Regions from separate parts of the Triticum aestivum genome. Here region 1 is linked to region 2. The links are chromatin contacts, called in public Hi-C maps. All regions are on one chromosome and are shown on one strand. Each heading gives the region's core, a stretch centred on a gene start, on an enhancer-like site or on the middle of the called end of the contact. The rest is flanking DNA. Distances are from core to core; before and after follow the strand shown. Region 1 holds the start of LOC123137984 (protein ABA AND ROS SENSITIVE 1). Region 2 holds the start of LOC123094830.

Evidence for each region. Hi-C and Micro-C count contacts between places; a contact is called where the count stands out from the background.
Region 1: a contact with region 2 is called in a Hi-C map of leaf, with 3 times the contacts expected there. The contact joins the promoter of LOC123137984 here to the promoter of LOC123094830 in region 2. A contact is called at or near these places in 2 of 5 Hi-C or Micro-C datasets (both in leaf).

The regions. Positions count from the first base shown.
Region 1 is chr1B:555,245,961-555,251,732 of IWGSC CS RefSeq v2.1, forward strand. It overlaps LOC123137984 (protein ABA AND ROS SENSITIVE 1), which reads left to right and starts at 2,291. Exons shown (of 7, transcript XM_044557880.1): 1 at 2,291-2,533; 2 at 3,209-3,308; 3 at 4,995-5,148. The coding sequence starts at 2,448.
Region 2 is chr1B:555,017,898-555,023,543 of IWGSC CS RefSeq v2.1, forward strand. LOC123094830 reads left to right here and starts at 3,855. Exons shown (of 1, transcript XM_044516717.1): 1 at 3,855-4,523. The coding sequence starts at 3,855. The coding sequence ends at 4,523.

The DNA.
Region 1 (5,772 bases), core at 1,041-3,540, 230 kb after region 2:
TTCCCTAGCGGTAGTACCACCCTGTGCGGGGCTGCTCAGTGGGGTAACGGTTGGATGTGTTCCCCCACTATATAAAGGGGTCTTCTTCCTCCTAGTTGACCTACCTCTTTCCCCCAAAAGCTCCATTGTTGCTCAAAGCTCCATTTTCGCCCGATCTCTCTCCCTAGCCAATCAAACTTGTTGATTTGCTCGGGATTGGTTGAGAGGGCCCAGATCTACACTTCCACCAAGAGAAATTTGATTCCCCCCACTTATCCCTTGCGGATCTTGTTACTCTTGGGTGTTGAGCACCCTAGACGGTTGAGGTCACCTCGAAGCCATACTCCATTGTGGTGAAGCTTCGTGGTGTTGTTGTTGTTGTTGGGAGCCTCCGATTGATGTGGAGATTGCCCCAACCTTGCGTGTAAAGGTTCGGTCGCCGCCTTCAAGGGCACCAATAGTGGATTCACGGCATCTCGCATTGTGTGAGGGCGTGAGGAGAATACGGTGGCCCTAGTGGCTTCTTGGGGAGCATTGTGCCTCCACACCGCTCTAACGGAGACGTACTTCCCCTTAAAGGGAAGGAACTCCGGTAACACATCCTCGTCTCCACCGGCTCCACTCTTGGTTATTTCGTGCCTTTACTTTTGCAAGCCTACTTGTTGTTACATCCTTGCTTGCTTGTGTGCTAGTTGTTATTGCATCATATAGGTTGCTCACCTAGTTGCACATCTAGACAACCTATTTTGTTGCAAAGTTTAATTTGGTAAAGAAAAGCTTAAAAATTGTTAGTTGCCTATTCACCCCCCTCTAGTCAACCATATCGATCCTTTCAATCTCGATGCCGGCAAGGCCGGCACAAGGCTTTCGCCTCAAGCATCGCAGACCGGACCTCTCCGCATACATTGGTCGCTGTGTCCGGCAAGCACAGGAGCGCGAGACCTCCCATCACCCAGCAACTCCATGGCGAGCCTCCTCACCGCAGACTGCAGGGTGCACCTCCATTGACACAGCTGCTCACCTCGAGCACTGGCGCCGACAGGAGGGGAGATCGAGCCTGGGCGCCACCACCAACTTCCACCCCCAGATCCACCTCCTCAGCCTAACTCGCCAAACTGGGAACCGGCCCACATGAACCAGAGCCAACGAGCCGAGCGCCTGCGACGCTCACCCTGGACAGCACCACCGGAGGTCGCCAGCCCAGTACCGCGCCCCTGCAGCCGGAGTGAGCCCGAGGTGCCGCCCACACTTGAGAGCGTAGGGAGCAGGCCAGCCAAATCTGGTCCTCCCAGCCGCCCATACACGCCCACCGCTGCACGCCCACCACCACGAGATGCACCAAGCATCCGGAGACGAACAGGACGCCGCGAGGATGGGAAGACCACGCCCCGCCCCCACGGGTGGCCGATTCGCCTGGGCCGCGACGCAATAGGGTGGAGAACGAACGCCCCGTCGCCACCTTCACTGGGCATGCACGGGCTTCGCCGGCGTTCCCTCCGGCGGCGGCAATGTGGGGAAGGAGGAGCGGTAGGGCCTGCTGGCGGCGCGACTAGGGTTTCCCCCGAGTCGCCAGAGAGGGCGACCGGGGGGGGGGGATGTATACACTTTGAACTTATGTGTCACACATTGATGCATTTGGGGGTCAAGTTCACTAATTACTCCGGAAGGCACCTCCTAGCTTCCTTGTTAAATTCCTAGCGGATGATGTAACCCTTATTTGAGTTAATAAAGTAATAATTCCGTCATTCTTTTTACTCCGGAACCCCAACCGCAACAAAATCCTCTCCAAAAAAAACTCCACTCACGCAGTCATGACTTGCAAGCTTTGCTTATGTCAAACGCGAGGGCTGCGAAAAACGCACCACCAGAGCGCTTCTGTCTTAGGAAATGGGACATCTCGTAAACGAGCACGATGTTATCTGAGATAAGCCTCACCGACAAGAATGCACTCTGGTTATTTGATATGATCTCTGGTATGATGAACTTTAACCCATTGGCAATGACCTTGGGGACAAGCTTGTGCACAATGTTGCATAGGCTAACCGGGCAATGACCTTGGAAACAAGCTTCAAACAGGATGGCCGGAAGTTGATCTCAAGTTTTCTTTTTGAGTGATCTCAAGTTTACCTCCCGGATGGCGCCGTCCAGTTTTTTTTTTTTTTTTTTTTTGAGTATCGCGCCGTCCAGTTTAGTGAAACTTATCCAGCCAGTCGTGCAGGCCCAACACTCCGGCCTTTCTGCAGTCCGCTCGGCCTGCCCGTCCGTCGCTCAGTGGCCAATTCGTGCGGCTCACCAAGTTCGGCCCCTCGGGCCCATTTGCCATCGGAGCAGACGCCGTGTTGCCTCGTCGTCTTTCTCTCGCTGGAGCTCGAGGCCGCCTCCCGTCGCGAAAGCTAAAGAAGGTTCAGGCGAGGCGCCGCCACGGCCTCGGCGTCTGGATTCCTGGTCCTACCTCGACGGCGGCGCGCATGGATCAGAGGAAGGCCCTGTTCCGCGCCAAGCTCCGCGAGGCCAAGGAGAAGCAGGAGAAGCGCATCGACCCCTCGCTCGTCAGGTCTCCTCCGCCCCCCTCCCTTTCCCTCCCTCCCTCCCTACCTCCCTCCCTCCCTGCTAGAGTACGGCCTCCGTAACCCGGATCCTTCCGCCTACCCGGTTTCCACGGCCGCGATGGTTTGTGCCGGGGCGCGCGTTCGCCTGATGTAACCCTAGCTAGCAAGATGGGGACGGGCAGCCGGCGCGGGCGTCAGGGGTTTGGTGCGTAGGCCTAAAATTACTGAGTGTTTGCTACTGTGCTTGCTCTCGAGTAGAGGGTGGGACATCGCAGTGTTGCAGTTTGATTCCATGGTAGTACCGATTTACAGTTGCCTTCCTATTTCATTTCAGGGTTCGAACCTTGTATAGTCTTGTGTTAATCTAGCCCCCTTTCATTACCCCCTTATGCATTGCTTATACTCCCTCCATTCCTAAATATAAGCCTTTTTAATGATTCTAATATGGACTACATACGGAGCAAAATGAGTGAATCTAGGCTCTAAAACATGTCTATATCCATCCGTATGTAGTCCATATTGAAATCTCTATAAAAGGGCTTATATTTAGAAATGGAGGGAGTATTTGCTTAGCTAAATCCCATTGGTGTAAACCTTAAACCAAATGAGTGTGATCAGCTCATCTGTATGATAATCAAGCAATAACAGTATCTAAAAGCCAGCTGCATTATCTTCTGCAGGTATAATGAATACGATCAGCCCATCTGTAGAGTCTGCAACGTTACGTTGAAATCCGAAGCACTTTGGCCTGCGCACCAGGTTTCACGGAAACATCATGAGGTAAGCAGAGTAATAAAGCCATGTTAGTGTTTACTGAACATGGACAGTTGTATGTATGACAGAAACGTGAATGTGGGGATTTCTATGCCAGTCCAGGTCTGTTTTCATATGGAAGTTCTAAGTGTTAGCACTCAGTTTCCAGCTTTACTGGGTATGCTGTCATGTTGTTTGGTAGTTATTCTAGATATGAGTATATGACCCTGTAGCAAATTGGACAACCACTAAGGTTTACTTCAATGCAGTTTATTGATAGAAAAGCTCTGATCAAGAAACATGTTGGGTATCAATAATAACCCAGTTTTCGTGGTTTGTTGATAACCATCAAAGAGTTAATTACACAAAACCACAACTTCAGGGTAACTTATAACACTTTACCACAACTTTTGAGTTTTTTAACAAAAAAACCACAACTTCAGGTCAACTTATAACACTTTACCACAACTTTTGAGTTTTTGTAACACAAAACCACAACTTCTGAACTAATTCTCAACATTGAGCCCAAATCTATCAGTCAACTTCTTTTAATATACAATCTGATTGACTGGGCCCACATATTAGGAACTAAGCAGGAAAAAGGTGGCATGTGCGCATCTCCGAGGTGGCCTACCATTTCCTTCTCTTGCCATCCCGTACCGGCGCTATAAACTCCACCGACGCATTGAGCAGGGAGCTGGGTGTGGTCAAAATTCTGCCACAGGATGATCACTCCAAGCGTCCTCAATGGCGAGGTTCATAGTGTCACAAAGCCGCACCCGCATGTCACTATCGTTGTCGGTGGAGTTCCAAAATGATCTCGACATCGTAATCAGTGAGGACGAGCACGTTGCAGTGGTCGTTAAGCATGAGGTGGCAGCCCTGATTGTGCACAACGTGGCGACACGGATGTGCTGGCAGCGCCCGTCTGGACTATGGCATGGTCGGGCGGGGCGCGCGAACTAGACAGAGAGGTCCTGGGGAGGACGAGCGCGTCTCTACGGCGGTGGAGTACAAGGTAAGAGCCTTGTCTATGCACGACGACGTGGTATAGTGCATGTGCTAGCTGCGGTTGTCCTGACGATAACATGGTTGGACGGAGTGCGCCAGACGAAGAAGGTGAAGACGGCGGATCTTTTTTGTTTTCCGGGGTAGATGGCGTAGAAGCTGCAGGTGAACGCGTCGTCGAAGAGACGACGATGTTGTATGCGCACTTCTATGTTACACACATTCAGTCAGCGCCACGCATAGGAGGGAACTTGTCGCCTAGAGCCTGACATGTGGGCCCAATCATTCAGATTGGCTGTTAAAAGAAGTTGACCGGTAGATTTGGGCTCAATGTTGAGAATTAGGCCAACAGTTGTGGTTTTGTGTTAAAAAACCCAAAAGTTGTGGTAAAGTGTTATAAGTTGCCGCGAAGTTGTGGTTTTGTGTTAAAAAACTCAAATGTTGTGGTAAAGTGTTATAAGATATCCTGAAGTTGTGGTTTTGTGTAATTAACTCTTTTTTTAATTTTTTCCCTTCATTTCAAGTATAATTTTACTGCTCACTGTTAAGCTGCATGCTTATTTTTTATGAAAATATTTCATCTCATTTATGTATTTAAATCACATATTTTAACTGCTATAGCGATCTGACTGAAGTATATTTGCTGCGAAGGTGTCTGTGTACATTCTTTGTGAGCTGTGTTAATTTTGCCGATTTATGGTACAGGCAAAAGCTGCCGCAGCTGCTAAAGTTACACCAGCTGCAGCTCCTCGTGGCAATAATGTCAGTCATGAACGACCAGCTGAGACTCAGAAAGCAAAATCCTCTCCGATGCCTGCCAATTTTTTTGACAATCAGGGAATGAAAAGGCAAAGTGATGGTGAGAATGCCAAAACATCCCCCCTCCTCGCAAGCTAAAGATTCATAGTGTAAACTGAACTTGGTCAGCCTTGTCTATACATTTGTTTGATTGTATTCTGCTCTGTGTCATCTTGCTTTGTTTGGTAAGTGTAGGTAAATTATGAGTATCATTCATGGCTAAGGAATTACTCACATCTAATATCTTGTTTTGGTCTGCCACTGGTTATCTGTTATGCTTGCCATTGATTGAATTCTCACCAAGATAGTCAGATAGCATGTTGTACAGAGCAGTAAGAGCACATTTGGTTCCTGCTAGACCAAGCAATTTACTTTACCCATCTAACCTTGCTTAGCAAGGTTTGCTTTTGTGCTAAAAAAACCCTCACTTTGCATTGCAACCTTTACCATACGAGCAAGGAAAAGCTTGCTATGGAGTCAGCCAGTCAAAGCCTTCATACACGGCAGTTTACATTCCTCCTGGCTATACCTAATAACCATTTATCTTACAAAATTGGTACTCCCTCCATCCCCAAATAAGTGTCTCAACTTTCGACTAACTTCAGTACAAAGTTGTACTCCCTCCGTAAAGAAATATAAGAGCGTTTAGATCACTAAAGTAGTGATCTAAACACTCTTATATTTG
Region 2 (5,646 bases), core at 2,605-5,104:
CATGCCCCTGCCTGTGCCACTGTACATGTCGCCTCACCTCCGCTTAGTGTTGTTGTCAATCCTAGACGGCCCGCCCAACAGCGGCGACTGCATGGCCGATGTGCTACCCCTGAAGATCGAGCTCGTCAAGAAGGCCATGGACCGGCTCGCAACCCCGCTCGACGCGTTCCCTGCAGACGTCGTCGCCGCTAGCCGGAGGTGCTTCTCCAGCTCCTCGCCTCCATTGCCACCGTGTATTGCTCGTGGCACCTACACCGCCATGGTACAAAGTTGCCGCTGCCACCCGGGAAACCTACCGCAGCAGGGGGCCGAGCCGCACCACACCATGGCCGCCCTCTCGCACCAGTATGACCCACTCTTCTGCCTCCACTTCAGCGGCACCGAGGTGGTGGTGGCGGCCTCCGCCAAGTTTGCCGATAGATTCCTCTGCGCCCATGACGCCAACTTTACCGACCGTCCACCCAACTCCGGTGCCTAGCACGCCACCTACACCTAAGAGGACCTCTTCTTCGCGCCTTACAGGCGTTGATCGCCCTCTGCAAGCCATGTGCGCTCCACCTCTTCTACGCCCGCGCCCTCGACGGCTTCCGTGTCGCGCGTGAAACGGACGGCCGCCTCATGGTCGCACACCTCTCTTCCTCAGTGATGGCGGTCAGGCACGAGGCCAACAGGTGCACCAATCGAAAGAATTCCAAAAACCGGTTTCACATCAGTCTCAATACCACTTTGCTCCGGTTTTGAACGAAAGTTACTGGGTTTTGAGACATGAAGGACTGAATGTCACCCAAAAATAGTCATGACCACGATGTAGATTTTTGGTAAACATAATGGACAAAAGGAATGCTTTTTTTACATTCTAAATATTTTTTTTCCGGGGCTGCTACGCATCGGCCGACGGATCTTTTAAAAAGATACACCATCTCGCAAGATATTAGAGTCGACAAAATCAAACGGCTGGACGTCTTTCCTTTCTTTGCAACAATGATCCTGTTGTGGAAACTCTTGTAACACAGATTGTGTTGCGGATTTTTTGTAGCATCGGTCGTGTTGCGGGATTTATTTTTTGCAGCATTGTTCGTGTTGCAGGATTTATTTATTGCAACATAGGTCATGTTGCAGATTTTTTTTCCTACTTCACATTTTTACAACAAAGGTATTGTTGCAGAAAAACTTTGCAACTGAGGTGATGTTGCAATTTTTTTCTTTGTCTTCATGTCTATATGGTGTAATGGAAGAAACTTATGCAACATAACTGATGTTGCAGAAATCTTTCTTGGAACAGAGTGGATGTTGCAAAACAAAACACCACTATTGTTCGCCGCGAGCTTGTCCGAGGGAGAGAGGCATGCGTGGTCCAATAGACCACGTGTCAATCAATGGAGGCGGTGGACACCCGCGCTAGATCCGCCGGTTGAGCGATAGCCTTTTCCATTTTTTTAAGGAAAACTTGAGAGCTTTATTCAACTGAAAGAATTCGCTGGGAAGTCAGTTGACCAACAAGTTAGGGGTCTCACTGATCCAGCTTTCAGTCATGGCAATCGTGCAAGCATGCTTAGCACAGATATGCGACATACCATTATCTGTTATTATTATATGTTGAAATTCAACAAAAGAATCAAAACTAATAGCTACCTCCCTAACTTCTATAACGATGGACGCCACAACTAAATGAAAATCATGGGAGAGTTCTAGAGGTTTACTACCTACATGTTGTCAGTTTCAAGAACTATATCCCGAAAGCCTCTGAGTTTGACGAAGATAACCCCATCTCACACAACCATGGCTTTCGCAATCAAGGGGTCCGTCATCCTAGGTTAAGGCTTGCACCATGCCCCAAGGAAGAAGTTGGCCTATGGGGCTAAACCCCCCGCCCCACCATTCCCATCTTCACGCATGATGATTGTATCAGTGTTGACATTGACGTGGTCAGAGTCCCGTGATCACCATCCATGCCTCGGCAACACCATGGCTTGCAGTTTCAAAATGTCCATAAGTACCAGATCCTCTCTAATCCGTCAAATTGAATAGGAAAAAGTTCATTTTAAACCCCGAACTCGTAGAGGTTAGGTGAAACGAACCCCCACGTTGAAATCCCTGTCGATTGCACCCTGGATTATGCAATCCCGGTCTAAAACGAACCCTGGGTCGTTTGAAAAATGGGGATTGTCGACGTGGCCGGGATTGATTGTGCTGCGAGGCCCGCACGTGGAAAAGCTGGGCCAGCCCAGTTTCACCCAGCTTGCTATCCACTTCGTGCAGTCCGCGAGGCCCAACAACCTATAGAAAACGCAAAGGAAAAAACATGATCAACTATTAATTTGTGAGTTACAAGATTCAAACTCCGGTCGGGTACGTTGACAGTTGTAGCCATAAACAACTAGGTTAACTTCTCTTAGTTGTACACTACAAGGAAAAATAGTCCTATTTGACCCTTCTTTAGTTCATGGAAATGAAAAAAAAACCCTGTAGATATTCGAGATAGTTCACGGAAATTAAAAAAAGATCATGGATATGATTTTTTTTGGAAAAAGTCCACAAGTTTTGTAAGAAAGTTCACAAATTTAGAAAAAAAAATGAAAAAAGTTTCATGTGTTAGATATCTTTTCACGGATTATTGAAAGAGGAAAAAGTTTCCTGCATTAGATATATATTTAGCAGTGTAACAGAAAAAAAAGGTGTGGCCTAGAGCGGAAAATGGGTGTGCGCCGTGGTCAATACTGCCACTTAAAGTTCATCAATTTGAAAGAAAATCAACGATTTTAAAAAGCTCCTGAATTTTCAAAAAGAGTTTATAGATTTGGAAAAAGTTCATCAATCTAGAAAAAAGTTCATGATTTTTTATAAAAAAATCACGGGTTTAGAAAAAGTTCAATGATTTTGAAGAAAAATGTTCATGTATTTTGGGAAAATTTTGTAAAATTGAAAAAGGATTTGTGTATTTGAAAAAAATCATGGATTCTACAAAGTCCATGACTTTTGTAAAAAGCTTCACAAATTAAAAATAAATAAATTGAAAAAGTTTCATGCATTATATTTTTTCATAGATTATATAAAAAGAAAAACAAAAAAAGTTTCACACATTAGATATTTTTTTAGCAGTGTAAAAGATTGGCCGGCCCCGCATGGAGACGGGTGCCTGCCGTGGTCAACACTGCCGCTTCCTGGGCCCACCAGTCAGACAAATCCCGGTTGAAATCTGCCACGGCAGTGTTTTTATACCTCAAACGATACCAGTGTTCGATTTTGACCGGGATTACATCCTTCGGTGTGCAATCGATAGGTATTCTGATGTGGGGGTTCATTTCGTGGAACCTCTACAAATTCAAGGATTAAAATTGACTTCTCCAACTGAATACACATGTCAATCTGGTCCGAAGGTGCCAGATAGACCACGTAACAGACATAATATTACTGTGTCAAAAGAAAGATAATATTGGTGCGATCTTTGTCTGTGAATCTAAATGTATAGGGCCGCCCTAAAAACGCTACGGACCATATTAAGATATGCACACATATGCTAAGTATGCAAATAATACTCCCTCCTTCTGGAAATATTTGTCATTGAAATAGATATATCTAGATGTATTTTTGTTCTAGATACATTCATTTTCATCCATTTTAATGGTAAATAATTCCGGACGGAGGGAGTACTGTACAACCGCAACCGCTCCGTTAGTTGTCTCTTCCTCCTATGGTTGGCTCATTTGCTCGTTTCTTGCTTCTTCTGTGCGCAACGGAGTTCTTGCGCGACGACTTACGAGCCATCCCCGTACAGAACAGAATTCGAAATTCCTGAGAAATTGCGTACCCATCGGCCAGTGAATTGCTGGTTTACGGTCGAGACACGAGATGCCATGGCCGTGGATTGCTTCTTCCGCGCCTCCGGGCTGGCAGTCGTCAACACCGTCTACATCGGCGGCACGGCCATGATCCTCTACGGGCTCGTCATCCTGGAGCAGAGGCCCCAGCGCAACAAGGGCTCCATCATCGTGCTCACGCTCTTCCTCCTCCTCTGGGTCTGCCTCGACGCCACCGTGTACACGGCCTTCTGCGGCGTCCTCTTCCCGTGGTCGGCGCTGCGCCGGTGCCTCGCCTCCACCCACGGGGCGCTCCTGCGGCTCCTCCGTTCCGCGGGCCGGCTTCTCTGCCTGCCATGCAGGTGCGCGCGCGCCAGGCTACGGCGCCGAAGCGGTAGCGGGAGAGGCAGCAGCGCTCTCCCGCAGTTTCTGGAGCAGATACAGGGCCACATGCCCGCGCTGGCCCGGGAGGCGCCGGTGCATGGAGGCGCGCAGGCGGTGACGGTGTATGACATCCTGGCGTACGAGCAGCTGGAGTGCGGCGGCGGCACGCCGGAGTGCTCAGTCTGCCTCGGAGAGGTGGAGAAGGGGGAGACGGTGAAGCGGCTACCGGCGTGCCTGCACATGTTCCACCAGCAGTGCATCGACCCGTGGCTGCACGAGCACTCGACGTGCCCGGTCTGCCGGTGCATCGTCTTCGCGCCATTGGCGGCCCAAATGGTATGAGTGGCACCGGTGATGATAGACAACTGAGCGCACAACTCAAGCCCTTGTTCCAGGTCTTCCGGAACAGGCGATGGCGGGGCATCTTGGGTCGTGGCCTTTCCAGAGCTTGCCGTGGGGGATGCTGAGACGGTGACCCTGGTGTGGCATCTTGTTCGGCTACGAGCGGAGTTGGTTTGCTGTTGGGTTCTGGTAGGAGAGTGGGTTTTCAGCTCCCGAGTGCCTACGCACCCTATGTGAACATAATTTTTTTTTTCATCAACAGTCAGAAATTTTGCAACATCAAAGATGATCAAACTTTGAAGATGCTTGAAATATTTAATGCAAAAAAACCATTCAAGGAGTTCTACAAACGAAAAAGATTTCAGTGCTTGAAGTTTGGAGCACTTTTAGCACTGAAATCTGAAACTCATTTGTCCACCTTTCTCTACATGATATTTTGGCATGAAAACTTGTAAGAAGCTTCAAAGTTTGACCATCTTTGATGTTGCAAAGTTTCGGATTTTTTTTGATTTTTTTAATTTACGGTTTGGTAGTTAGTGTTTGCTGCATGTTCATGGAATTCTCTTGCTCCGCCCTATGTTTTTGTGGAGTTGGAACAATAAATGAGGTCCCTTGGCGTGACGATGACACAAGACAGGTGTTCGGTTGCAAGGGTCATGGTCATCGTAGGATTGGTGCTTTTCTCCTACAAGGTTCGTCGACCGAGTGGGGGTTGTCTAGTCGCTTGCGCGAGTGGTCGGCCCTTTGTCATGGGCCCATATGGATTCATTGATGGTCCTCTATGTTGAAGTCAAAGTCGCTTGCTCATGAAGGAGTGATGATGATGACACTGGAGGACAACCTCGACAGCTTATGTGTATTCATGTGGGTAGCGAGGTTGACCGAGTTGCCCTGTGTGGACTATTGTAATGTTTTCGCCACTATATTGGCCAATTAACCGAGCAACTTTGTGCCTTCTCAATTAATAAGATGACACAAAAAAGTTTCCTTGGTTTCAAAAATAAAACCCCATGAATTTATATTAGTGTTAATTAATACGTTGTGACCTACGAATGTGGTTTCTTTGATCAGAAGCATGTAATTGCACATCATTTTCAGATCACAACAACGTAGCAAGGTGTTT